Regions from separate parts of the Cricetulus griseus genome. Here region 1 is linked to region 2. The links are chromatin contacts, called in public Hi-C maps. All regions are on one chromosome and are shown on one strand. The core of a region is the stretch at or near the end of the contact, and the rest is flanking DNA. Distances in the headings are between cores, read along the strand shown. Region 1 holds the start of Nrip1 (nuclear receptor-interacting protein 1). Region 2 has its middle 130 kb from the start of Usp25.

The links. Hi-C and Micro-C count contacts between places; a contact is called where the count stands out from the background.
Region 1: a contact with region 2 is called in a Hi-C map of the CHO-K1 cell line, with 3 times the contacts expected there. The contact joins the promoter of Nrip1 here to the enhancer-like site in region 2. A contact is called at or near these places in 2 of 8 Hi-C or Micro-C datasets (the CHO-K1 cell line and fibroblasts).

What each region holds. Positions count from the first base shown.
Region 1 is chr4:18,833,438-18,839,813 of CriGri-PICRH-1.0, forward strand. Nrip1 (nuclear receptor-interacting protein 1) reads left to right here and starts at 1,991. Exons shown (of 3, transcript XM_035444376.1): 1 at 1,991-2,120.
Region 2 is chr4:18,391,621-18,397,571 of CriGri-PICRH-1.0, forward strand. No RefSeq gene overlaps it. Among named protein-coding and RNA genes, the nearest start is that of Usp25, 130 kb to the left of the region's middle. Within about 2 kb of position 1,626, at least 2 of the 6 cell types and tissues checked have open chromatin away from gene starts, as enhancers often do. A contact at or near this core is called in the CHO-K1 cell line, where this site is marked.

The DNA of each region.
Region 1 (6,376 bases), core at 741-3,240, 440 kb after region 2:
GAGACTGACATTGAATTTTCTATAAAATGCCAAATAAAGCCCAATAAACTGCTTAAGAAAAAGGACACATTTCTAGTACATTTTAGAAAGTCCCTGTGCAATATTTAAAAATATTTTTCCAAAGGAGCCAAGCTCCAATTATGCTGTTCATTTAATTGCAGTTATTTGCTTTTTGTCAATCCGAGATAAATGATGCTTTTACTAACGTGCTTTGAGCAGATTTTGAACTGTGGCATACACAAATACTACTCTGTTACATGAGATTTACACTACATTAGATGACAACAGATTGCACAGGTGACTCACTGGGAGAGATAATATGTATCTTAAAATGTACCATCACCACTAGCCAAAATATTCCTGACATGGGTTCAGGACTGTGCTAGGATATCGCTTTATTAAGAATTAATTTGAAAAACTGCTTTCGCTTTCAAGATTGGGAAGGCACTCTAGACCTTGCTCATTTGAAAAATAGCCGGCTGTATAACTATTACATAACAGTAAAGAATACAGTTTGATCACTTAGGTCATCTTTGGTTTCTATGTGCATCAGTAACTGTTTCCAAATGCTACCAAAAATGCATGACAGTAGATACCTTCATCCACAAATTTGTCTTATCCAGTGAGTATTTTAACGCAGCCATACCACTTTACAGTTCAGGGTGAAGTGAAAATGTACTTCAGTTTTTTGTTTTTTTTTTTATGTCAAATAAAACCAACTTTTACAACCACTCTTTTTCCGCTGGTAATTCTTTTCATGGAGAGATACTAAAGTGAAAAGGAAACGTGACATCTGGGTGGGGAGGGGCGTCAGAAGGAGTCTTCACAAGTAATGTTCGCGAGGAGAGGATTTTAAAGCGGAAAACACGAGAGGGCGAGATCATGGTTTCTTATTATTCTCTCCTCCCTCCACTTTTTCGCTTCACCAATCTGTAGCCCCCCTCAAATTTAGAGGCGGGTTCAGCAAGACAAGGCTGCAGGAAACCCAGGTTTCACTGTACTGCCACCCTGGCTTCGTGATGTAATTGTTATTTATTGAGACTCTGAACCGAGCACAGCTGCTTAAAGAGGTGACAGCCCATCTCCTAGTCCTGTTGGGTCAGATCCTTCCTGGGGGTGGTGCAGATGGCCCGACAGACCCTGCTGGAGACTTCGCAGTGACAAAGCAGCTGAAGATAAACCCGGTTCCTGGGTCCTGCGTCCGTCTAGGGAGCTGAGCTGGGCACTCCTCAGGTCTCCTTCCCAGTTTTCCGCTTGGAATCACGCCACATTAATTACTGGGTCCTACTAGGTGCTGTGGGCATGGGGTCAAAATGACCTAGAGTTATAGCGCCGTCCTTCCTGATTTTAAGCGGGACACAGATTTCTAGGAGGTGGAAATTAGGGTGGGTAAAAGGCAGTCAAGAGAACGCGTGCTGTGGGTGAAATGGGAGGAAGGGAGACCCTTAAGGTGCCAGCCCCTAGGTGGAGACCCCAGGGAAGGGTCAGGGTGTCTTTATTCCTCTGCGGTGCTCACAACGCTTGCCCAAGCCTGGGTGACATGGACGATCACCTGGTCCCTAGGGACAATCTGTCCAGGCGGCTGGACGGGGCCGGAAAGCCAGGGCTCCTGCTCGGAGAGCAAGGCACCCCCCTTTCCCGGTCGAACTGTGTCCTCTCTCTACCTTCAAGGCCGCGCAGCCCCGGGTCTCCCACCCGGAGCACCGGAGAGGAGGCCTGCAGGAGCCGGATAGGCTCCCCAGCTCCAGCGAGCCGCCGGGTACGCGATCAACCCGGGTGACAATGGGAGGGAGGGGCAGAAAAGGGTTAAGAAACTTGGCTGAAGAGCTGAATGGCGTGGAGCAGCGAGGGGAGGGACCCGGCCGCCGCGAACTCGGCGGCGGAGGGAGGAGCGCGGCTGCGGCGGGCGGGCGGCGAGCGAGGCGCTCAAAGTCAGCCTCGCAGACATTGCAGCAGAGCCCCGAACTCGGGAGGCGACGGCGATCGCGGTGCAGGCGGAGGACGAGCCGGCCCCAGCCCGCCCGTGCGCACCGCCCGTGGCCTCGCGCGGCCGCAGGGCACGGCTCACCCGGGAAGGAGGGAGCGACGCGGATCGGCGGCCCGGAGCCGAGGCGGCCTCGGTGAGTGGCGATCGCGGCCCGGGCTCGGTGCAGAGCTGGCAGAGCGGACGCCGAGCCACCCGGGCACGGCCTGGGTGACCGGCCCGGGGAGGCGGCGGAGGCCGGGGAGGCCCACGGGGGACGCCGGCCACACGGATCCCGGGGACAGCTTGCCGCCGCGCCCGGCTCCGGGTCTCCCCGGGAACTCGCGGCCGCCCCCCCCCCCCGCGCCGACGCGGCCGCCAAGTTGTAGAGTTCCCAGCCGTGGGATCGTCCGTGCCAGCCGTGGCGCGAGGGGCGCAGCCTCCCTGGGTGTGCTGAGCCGGGACCCACGCGGGTGGCCGGGTGGCGGGGCCCGGGTCGAGCCCGCTCGGCTGCTCCTGTTGGCCCCGAGCCCCGGGCGCTGGCTGCTGCGCCGCTCGGTCCTGCCGCCCAGCGGTGCCCGCGGTGGCGCCCGCGCTGCTCCCCGCCTTTAGTTGGTGCCTCCCTGCGCGGTGCTCGCCGATTCCCGGCAGGGAAAAGTGACTCGGACAGGGACAGCGCTGAGCCCCAGGCCCGGCCTGCTGGGCACCAGGTCCCCGCCTGCCGAGGGAGGGCGAGGCTCCTTGCACCGGAGGCCTCAGCCTAGTTTTTCCCCAGCATCCGAGAGCGGGCTTTGCGTTTAGTGTGAGCCTGCTGAAGTCCTCGGAGACGCTCTTCTCTCTTGTGCCACTCTCCTCCTTACTCCGGTTTGAGGAAACCCTCGTCCGTGGCAACACTCTCCGGACCCCCACCCCCATCCTTCCCAAAGTAGTTTCCAAATTTTAATCAGGAGTTGATGTTCAGACTGAAGGAACAAAGGAATCCACTGTGTTTAAAAGGCGGACAGGCGGTGAGCCTGACACATGTTGATCTCTGAGGCATTCCAGGAGTTTCTACCTTCCATCATGTCAGTAATTTAATTGGATTCTGGCGGTCGTAAACGAAGAACAGAACGTTAGGTAATTTTATGTTAAGATACTTTTTAAAAATTAGTGTGTCATTTTAGTTGGTGGTAAAGTCCCTACGTTCTTAGGTGCAAGAACTTTTAACTCATTTTTGTGACATCAGGCTTGAGTTTGTCTGCTAATGTAAATGATTGTGACACTGAGGGAAAACCGTGTTTTAGAGGAAGAGAGAGACTGTCTCAAAGTAAAACAAGATCGGTGTGCCTGCCTGTCTGTGTCTGTGTACACACCTATACATGCGTAAATGATGTATAGTCTTCGTATTTCCTGGGTTTTGTAAAGCAAGGGGCTTCAGGAATTCATTCTTTAAAGTTATGAATTACATTGAACCTGCTTATTAGTGAATCATAGGTTTTACCAAGTGGGCGGCACCTTCCCGATGCTGTTATTCAATGTTCAGTCACCAGTTTGCCACCTTTGTCTAAGAGACAGTGAAGTAAGTCTACTTTTTAAGCAAACAGTGCTTCATGCGCATGGCCCCTAAATGTGGCTGCTGCCTGGGTGTGTTGAAATGTCCTTTTACTTCCAAGTGACTTAGTTGCCCTGGTTTTGCCCAGCAGTTTGGTAATGACCATAGGGTTTAATTGACTCAGGGAGCCTGGCTTCAACACCAATAGGAACTTTCTAGGCTTGGTCTTACTTAGTTCCTATAGACAAAGGAGAAGCAGTAACATAGCAGGCACTACTGCTTAGTCTAGGACTGGATACTTACTCCAGGCCACTTTGTACTCCGGTGGGGAGATTTCTTTGCAAAGTTAGCCTGCAAAGTACAGGAGGAGCTTGAGGAAAACAGGTAAGAAGTAAATAAGGAGGGCAGTTAGTTCGGTGGCTGCCTTTACACAGATGAGAGTCCCTGTGCTGCCTTTGAGACCGTGGAACATCAGGTTTAAAACCCATGAGAAGCTTGAGAACCTGTGTTTTCCAAACTTTGTTAAACTTGTACTTTTCTAATTGAGCTATCCGGAAATATTGTGAGTTAGCAGTGGAGAAGTGTTTGTGGCTGAGGCTAGGGCTGCTCTGGGTCCTCCAGTTTTAAGAGCAAAACATTGTGATAAAAAATAACCTATACCACCACCTAGAGTCTGCTTGTTAGTTTATGGCTCCTGGAGTTTGCTTACATCCATCCCCAGGTCCCTTATGGTTGCTGCATGGTCCAAACATGATTTGAGAAGTTGAGGCTTCCTAAAGGCTGTCCAAAAGAACAATTACTTAAGTCATAAACAGCAAGGGCCAATTTAAATTATCCACGCCACCTTCAGAATAGAAAATTATGACATATCAACTCAAGTGGGCTGGCCTCCAAAAGATATTAATTCAGAAATGTAAGGCAGAGCCTTCTAAGCGTGAGCTTTAGGGGTGGCTGTGACTGCTAAAAGATTTTCTGTTTTCAGAGATTCAAGAAATATTACGAAATAAGTGTTCTCAGTACCTTTTGTGGTTCTAGGGAAACAAAAGCAATGATTAAAAAATATAGAGGGAGGAGTATTGCCACTACAAAATTCTAGACACTGAAAAGGTCAGAGAGAATGTAGACAGTAGTTGAATTGGGGTTCAACTATGTGAGAATCAGGCCATGTGAAACAGAGTGATTATCTGTCCTGCTGGTGGTGGCTATGCAAGAGAGCAGTCTGTTGAACAGGACACCTTAGGGAGGCAGCCTCTGCCATGTGGCGCAGCACATTGTCCAAGGAGGAAGTAATGCTCCTCCTTGTAACGTGTAGCCTAAAAGATGGCCTCCAAGATCTTTAATTAAATATCAGTTGAACAGAGAGAACTAGAGCACTGGATTAATTCTGTCAAACATCACTATTTTAGAACATCGAGGACAACTGAAAATGAATTAACTCATATCTGAAAGCAGAGTTTTATCGAAGGTGACAGATGAGGCAAAATATGTCAGTCTAATGGAACACATGGGGAGATGAGGATAGATCTGCCATCCTCGGCTCTCTAGACAGTTGAGAGCAAAGCAGGCTATTATTAATTGTGTAGATTTCATCGCCAAGCCAGTATAGAAGATCATGGCCTGGAAATCATTTTAAATCAGAGTGGCCTAGGATCTATGAGGTCAAAGGTCTTAGATAATTTTTATTTGTAAGCCTGAAAATTGTGAGCAACTTCTGTCTTCCAGAGAAGCAGTAATGCTTTGGTGTGTGAAGTTAAAAGATCATCCAGCTAAAAATATGTTTAAGACGTTGAAGTTTTAATCAGTAAAAGTTACACATTTTAAAGGGACTCAATGAATCCCTTTTATGATTTAAAATTTAGGTTTCCTGACATGTTTCAAAGTGTAGGCTAGTCGCTCAGTTTCTCTCTCTACCCCCACTCTCCTTCCCTTCCTTCCCCCCTCACCCCTCCTCTCTAAAATAAACAACTTACACATCTTTAGCCATTTTTCTGTCCTCCACGAAAATTGCTTTAATTTGTGAACTTTCTTTTGTAACTGTGGCTGGGTGCAGTTTATTCTGTACTTTTTCAGCCTTCCATTTCGGGTGGCTGCTACACACACGTGAATGGATTTTGTACTCTCAAGTAAGCATTGACTTTTAGAAGGAGGACGACTGAAGACAACACATTTACTGTTACTAGCAAAACCCTGTGTGCCAATATCTTCCAACTGGAAATGTATTTTCATTTAAAATATCTTGACTGCTGTTGAAGAGTTGAAGAATTTTCAACAGAATGTGGTAGGGTGACTTCCTGGATGTACAGAGTTGGGTCTGTGAGTTTAACAGCTGGGCATTCATTTCCTTACATTGTAGGTTTTCAGGAACTAAGGGATGAGCATGTCCATTCAGTAGTAGCTAGATAACAATGGTCAGAAACCTAACACCAGGGTGGACCTGAGGAAGGTGAAGACCAGGCATAGCAGAGGATGAAGCAGGGCAGTGGAATGGAGCTGGGACCTGCACAAAAGTTGGGATGGAAAGAAAGTAAGTGGAGGAGACCTGGTTTCCCGTTCCTGTTTGCATCTGATGCTGAGGCAGGGACATGGATTGCTGATGGTAATGGATTCCCTTCTATGAGGCCAGCACTATTATATAAATAGCGATTGTTGGAGGGAATGAAATGGCTAGTTCTCTGCTTGTACAGATTCACAGTGAGTTTGGAAATGTTCCTTAAGTCTACCTGAAAGGGAAAGCAAAAATTGGGTGCCAGAATAGAACCAGCAGGTACAGTTTACTTGGAAGAAAATGAATATTATCTCCCTTTTTTGTTTCATCTCTTGTTAAGATCTGGAACTTTTAAAAAGTATTATGGGCATGGAAAACTGGGTGCTGAGGTTTGGGT
Region 2 (5,951 bases), core at 376-2,875:
TCCAGCTGAAGGAGTTTATCATGGCATCAATGCCTGTGTCACAGTTGCATGCAGGAGTGGTCATAGACACAGGACTTAAAGGATGGGCAGAATTGGACTTTTGGGGTAGGAGAAAGAAATATGGCAAAATGACCAGGAAAAGTATGGAAAACAAAGGACAAAGGTATTTTTAGTTCACCTTGTTAGACAGGTTTAAGTCTGTACAATCTCCATTGCAAAGAGTTGTTTAATGTCTTCCCTTTTCTGACATGGGAGAGAGCTATCTCTGCAGCCCAAGCAGACCTTAAACTTGGGATCCTCCTGTCTCAGCTACCTAAGAGCTCAGATTACAGTCCTGGGCCACTCATCTCCGTGAGGGAAGGCTGCATCTCAAGGATAGTGGCTTCCTTAATGAAAAACAAAAACACCCATGCTTTAGGAAAGGAAAACTTGTGCTTTTTTTGTCCCTGATTTTTCCTTTTCTGCCTTCTTATTCATTCAATGTGAACTGGAGAAACACGAGAATTCCAGAAAAACATAATACGTGGTAGCACAGAAACATTTTGTTCTGTAGACTGCCCAGGGACCAGTAGTTTGCAGTGGAACATGATCCACCATTGTGTTGCCTAGTTGTATTGAAAGGCAGTACATGTTGCAACATTTTGATTTGCAAACGATTCATCACCATAGCGCCCAAACAATGCCCCATAAGCAATGGCTGCGGTGTTTAGATAAGTGATAATTCTCATTCATGACGCTTAGTTGCTTTCTTTCTAGGGTACTTGGAATAGCTCAGTTGCTTCACAAAGGCCCCGAGAGCACAAGCAAATTTTATTTTCCACTTTGTAATGTCACTTGGGGCACTTACCCTAGGATTCAGGGCTCTTCCCCACTTGTAAAGCCTTCCATTTGGTCATGGGGTCAGATGCACATGCTCACGTTTAACCGGGCAAGAGTCCCCAGATAGACACCTTAGCTACTTTGGAAAAATGTCTACAGTGGAGTCACTGGTCAAATTGTTACTGAAACATAGACAGACTTTTATTTATCCAATTAAATCTCTGGCATCATTTTTTTAAAAAAAATATGGATAATTGCAGGTTGCTAGTATTCTCCCTTTAATTGGTTTTGATTATGCACAATGGTTTTCTGATCTCTCCAGCTGCTTCATTAGAATTAAAGAGAGGAAAAAATGACCCCATGACCCTCCTCTCTCAGCCTAATGAGAGAGACATCCGAAAACCAGAAATGCAAATGTATGTTTCTTGACTCTTTCCCTTTTAACACAAACATAATGCTAACTGGCTCTTTCTACACCAGCTCCTACTGCTTAGACTTCCGCATGGGATGCTGTGTGTGGATCTGGCTGTGGCGGGGAGGAACCTGCATCGTCCGAACGCTGTGTGGATAGATGAGAAATGAGCTGAGCTAACAAGAAATCATTAATGATAATCAGAAAGATCTTGATAGATCAGTGGTTAGACTCTAACAAGTCTCTAAGGCTTCATAAAACGCCCCGACTGCTGCCAGCGTAGGAACGAGATGTCTTGGATGGGAGCCACCGTGTCATATTTCCCTGTGTCTTTTACTGTTACAGATCATCCCTCTCTCCTCCCAGATCATCAGCTCTCAAGAATTAAAAGGCCTCCCTCCACAGACTTGTCTCTTCTGAGGGCGGCAAAACAGAAACCAACTCCAGCCACTAGAGGACTCTCTCCTCTTTGGAAAAAGAAAACAAAAATCTGAAAAGCCACACTCAAGCATGAGATTGGAATGACAAAGGAAACAGTCAAGCTGGATATATAAAATAAACTCGTGTGATTTTTCAAAGGTGTGCCAGTGTCTGTGGAGAGGACTTTGCTCCTGTGGCGATAGATTGCTAAGGTCATGGAAGAGGCCGACGCAAATGTCTGCAGCTTCGCAAATGCACTTTGAACTAACTACTCCAGTGGTCTTCCATGGGAGTTCAAAGGAAGAAGGCTAAAGGCAGACGGGAAGACGGGGCAGGTCTCCAAGGCTGATGGCCACAAGTTCCTAGTGAACTGAACCCTTATATTTGAAGAACTTCCTATTTTGTCATTTCACTCCCTTCGCAGATTAGAACAGAAGGAATGATGCAATTGTGTGTTTAACAGTTCATATAAGTTAAAGATAGTGTGTAGATGAGCATATGTATAGCTACATTCTGTGTTATGCTACGTATCAAGCTTAGTAAGAAAATGAAGATACCCCCAACCCTAAAACGGACACGCCTAAAATGCATTGACCTGTGTATACCTTTTTTGTTTGTTTTGAAACAGGGTCTCCCTGTGTAGCTCTGGCTTCCCTGGAACTTACTATGTAGACCAGGCTGGCCTCAAACTCACAGAGATCTGCCTCCATGTTGCCTTCCAAGTGCTTAGGATTAAAGGCATGCACCAGCATGGTGCTGGACCTGTGTACTTGTTAGTGGGAAGTCTGGTGAAGGAGTAGATCTGGGAAAAGAGGAGAGAGTAGGCCATAAGAAGAGCATGGTGGTTTAGAGGCAGCGACCTGGGGAAGTTTAGCAAACGTGTTCTTTATAAGCCTTTTCTGTGGCCTGGTAGTTTTGAAGATCAGCGTATTTCTTCTGGCTGTAGGAAGGGTGCCTCTTGCAGGGTGATCCTATCACCTGCTTGAGGGGAAAGTCAGACACTCTTTCCCCAGCTTAACATCCTAGCTCAGGGAGAAGGACAGAGGAAGGCCCTGAGTGGGACCTTGCTGCTTTTACCATTTTCTGAAAATAATTTGGCTTAAAATATTTTGAGGATAACATGCCTACACTCCATCTGGAGTAATAATACCTGCTTTATAAATGGTGAGAATTGGGAGCCGGGCCATGGTGGCGCACGCCTTTAATCCCAGCACTCAGAAGGCAGAGGCAGTCAGATCTCTGTGAGTTTGAGACCAGCCTGGTGTACAAGAGCTAGTTCCAGGACAGCCTCCAAAGCCACAGAGAAACCCTGTCTCGGAAAACCAAACCAAATCAAAACAAAACATAAATGGTGAGAATTGAAAGATGGTATATGTGTCTACATACTTATATGCATGTAATATGCATACAGTGTATATGTGTGCATGTATGAATATGTACACTATCATTCCCTTCTCAAACGTTGTAGAGCAGATATTTTTGTTCTCAGTGTATACATGTAGACTCATATTTGAAGAAGTGAAGTCATAGCCTCAATTAAGTAGAAAAACCAGGATTTTAAAGTCAGTCATTTTATTGTACCATCTTTCATGCTTAAATTCTGGTAGAAACAATCAGAATTTTACAAGAAGGCTTTCTTTTGTAAATTCCATTGTGCTAAGAAATGTAACATCACAAAATATATTCATGCCATATAAACTTTTGAAAACCGGACTCAAGGAAGTTCAGAGAAAAATATAACAATTCTATATAGAGAAATTTAAAAGGCAATGTGACTGGAAAAGCTCTCAGAAGAATAAAAAGTGAAAGTTTGGCAAAATGATAAAAAGTAGCTTGGCAAATGTCCTTGGCTGTGGATTTAGAGCTATAGAGATGGAGTGGTAAAAGCTTTTCAAGGCAGAAAGCATCATAAGACATAGTAACAGGAAACACACATTATCATAATCATGCTGGGAATAATAATATGTAAAAGTTAATACTTGGTAACAGATTTAGAAAAGTAAACTGCTGACATCCTGCTAGCATTTGGAGAGCTCTTTAACAGGTCAGGACTTCTGAAGCGTGCTTCTCTGCAGGAATGCCACAACTTTTAGAAAATAGAAGATGAATAAAAGGAAACAAATATACGGAATGCCTGCAACCTACAAAATATGCAGGGAGTGCGAACATCTGCTGGGATACCTCAGAATAGGAAAATGCTAGAGTCTTTTTGTTGTTTTTGTATCAAACCTATATCTGAGTTCTGAGTCATCTGACTAGGAAGATATCCAGTTTCATTGTTGGAATGTTTCCATCTATGCATCCATCCATCTAGTCATCAATCCTCCATCCACCCACTCACCCACCTATCCATCCATCCATCCATCCATCCATCCATCCATCCATCCTTCCATGCACTCATTCATCCATCCACCCACCCACATGCCCATCTATCCATTCATGGAACAAGCTGGATAAAGATTAATTTATATCTTATTCCATGAGGACAGGAAGAATCCCTGGTCCTTACTTTGTGATGACCACTTTGTTTTTTGTTCTTTTTGTTGCTGTGTTGCCCTGATTAGGTTCCACAGGCATCCTTACATGTTGTCTTCTGACAAGGTATCACTAGCTAATCTCAAAATTAGGGTGTTTTCTGGAGCCTATTTGGAGCCCATCAGCTATCCCACCACCTTTTAAGCTCTGCTTTGAGATATACTATAGGCCCCACACCACCCTCGGGGAAGGCACAGCAATTGTTTAGCAAACACTGCAGTTTCTAAAATTTGTAAATGTTATATTATGTGGAACAGAAAACTTAAGGATCAGAAACAATTTAAGTAGCTAATCAACTAACTTGATGGAACTTTCCAAAATCAACATTTATACCTACACCTCATGCTATATTATAGGTATATGGGACATATTTTATATTCCTTAGTACATTTAATAAATTAAAAGTGATAAATATTTAATTATTGAAGCATTTAAATATTCAGTTCTTACCCTCTGGTCATTTACTAATAGTTCATTTTTATAGGCTGACATACATTTAAATTTTTAGTATCTATACTATAATTTTCTAGCTTTAGTGTATGCTACCCCTTTTTGAGGAAATCGAATATCTTGATGGGATTGGTAATTACAAGATTACCTAGTTGGGACTTGGGGTGTTTGATACTGAAATTGCTACTAGTTATCATCTTCTTCATTCCCTCACAGTCAGTCAAAGTCACTTTTACACTTACCTGTGGTGTTCGTCACTCACTTTCAGAGAGAGCATACAGCTGTTGCAATCCAAATCCAATTCTCCCTGTCTCCTCTCTGTGTCTAGCCAATGACATGCAGCATCCCTCTGGACAAGGTCCACTTCTCTCAGAGGTAACCTAAGAGTGCATGACCTCAGTTAGGTACCAGATGTACCAACCAGTGTCCTGGGGATCTATGTAGATAACTATTTGCTACTGAGTCCTTCCCCTTAGAGGCTCAGAATCTCCCTACAACTGAGCAGCCTCAGACAGCGGCCATGAAAATGTTGTATTTGTAATGAGCTTCCATTCCTTCGTGTTTCCTCCTACATTCATTCCATACTCTTCACACACCACGCACCAAGTTTCCATACTCCTTACAACTCCAAGACACGCAGCAAGTTTTATTATAAAACACCAACAGATGCTAACATTTCCATTTCCCACTATGGGTATTTACAAGTAACCATGACAGCAAATATACGCTTTAAATTGACCCCATGAACTTTACACCCTTCCCCAGTGTACTCTTCAGAATAATCCTTAAGTTGACAGCCATGGTTACTATGGAGAAAGAGCAAAGGTAAATTTATTGGTGCCTTTTGCTAGTAATTCCCAAATCCCCCTCATAAGGATTATATCATTCTAGGTTCCTGCCAACAAAGCATAGTGGAGCCTATGTCCTGAGGTCCCTGCAACAGAGCAAATGGCTAAGCTTTTAGGTTTCCGTCACTCTCCTGTGTGTTGTGCTCATGAATTCTCTTATTAAGAATAAAACAATCTGTTTGGGGTTTATTTCTTATATCTCTTGTCCATTTTTCTACAGAGTTGTCAATCTACTTTCATTTTTTCCCCAAAGGACATTAACACTATAATATGTTATAACTTGAAGATACTTAAGTTTTTCTCATTTAACTGGTATTTTGCTTTCCTCTTATATTACAAAGCACTCAGAAATTCTTCCACTGACTATTGTACATTTCACATCAATCTGAAAAAAAGGGAGAATAAATAACAAAAAACAAAGATGGATAAAGAACAATTCATTTGCTTTTGTTTTGATTGTGCTGTTA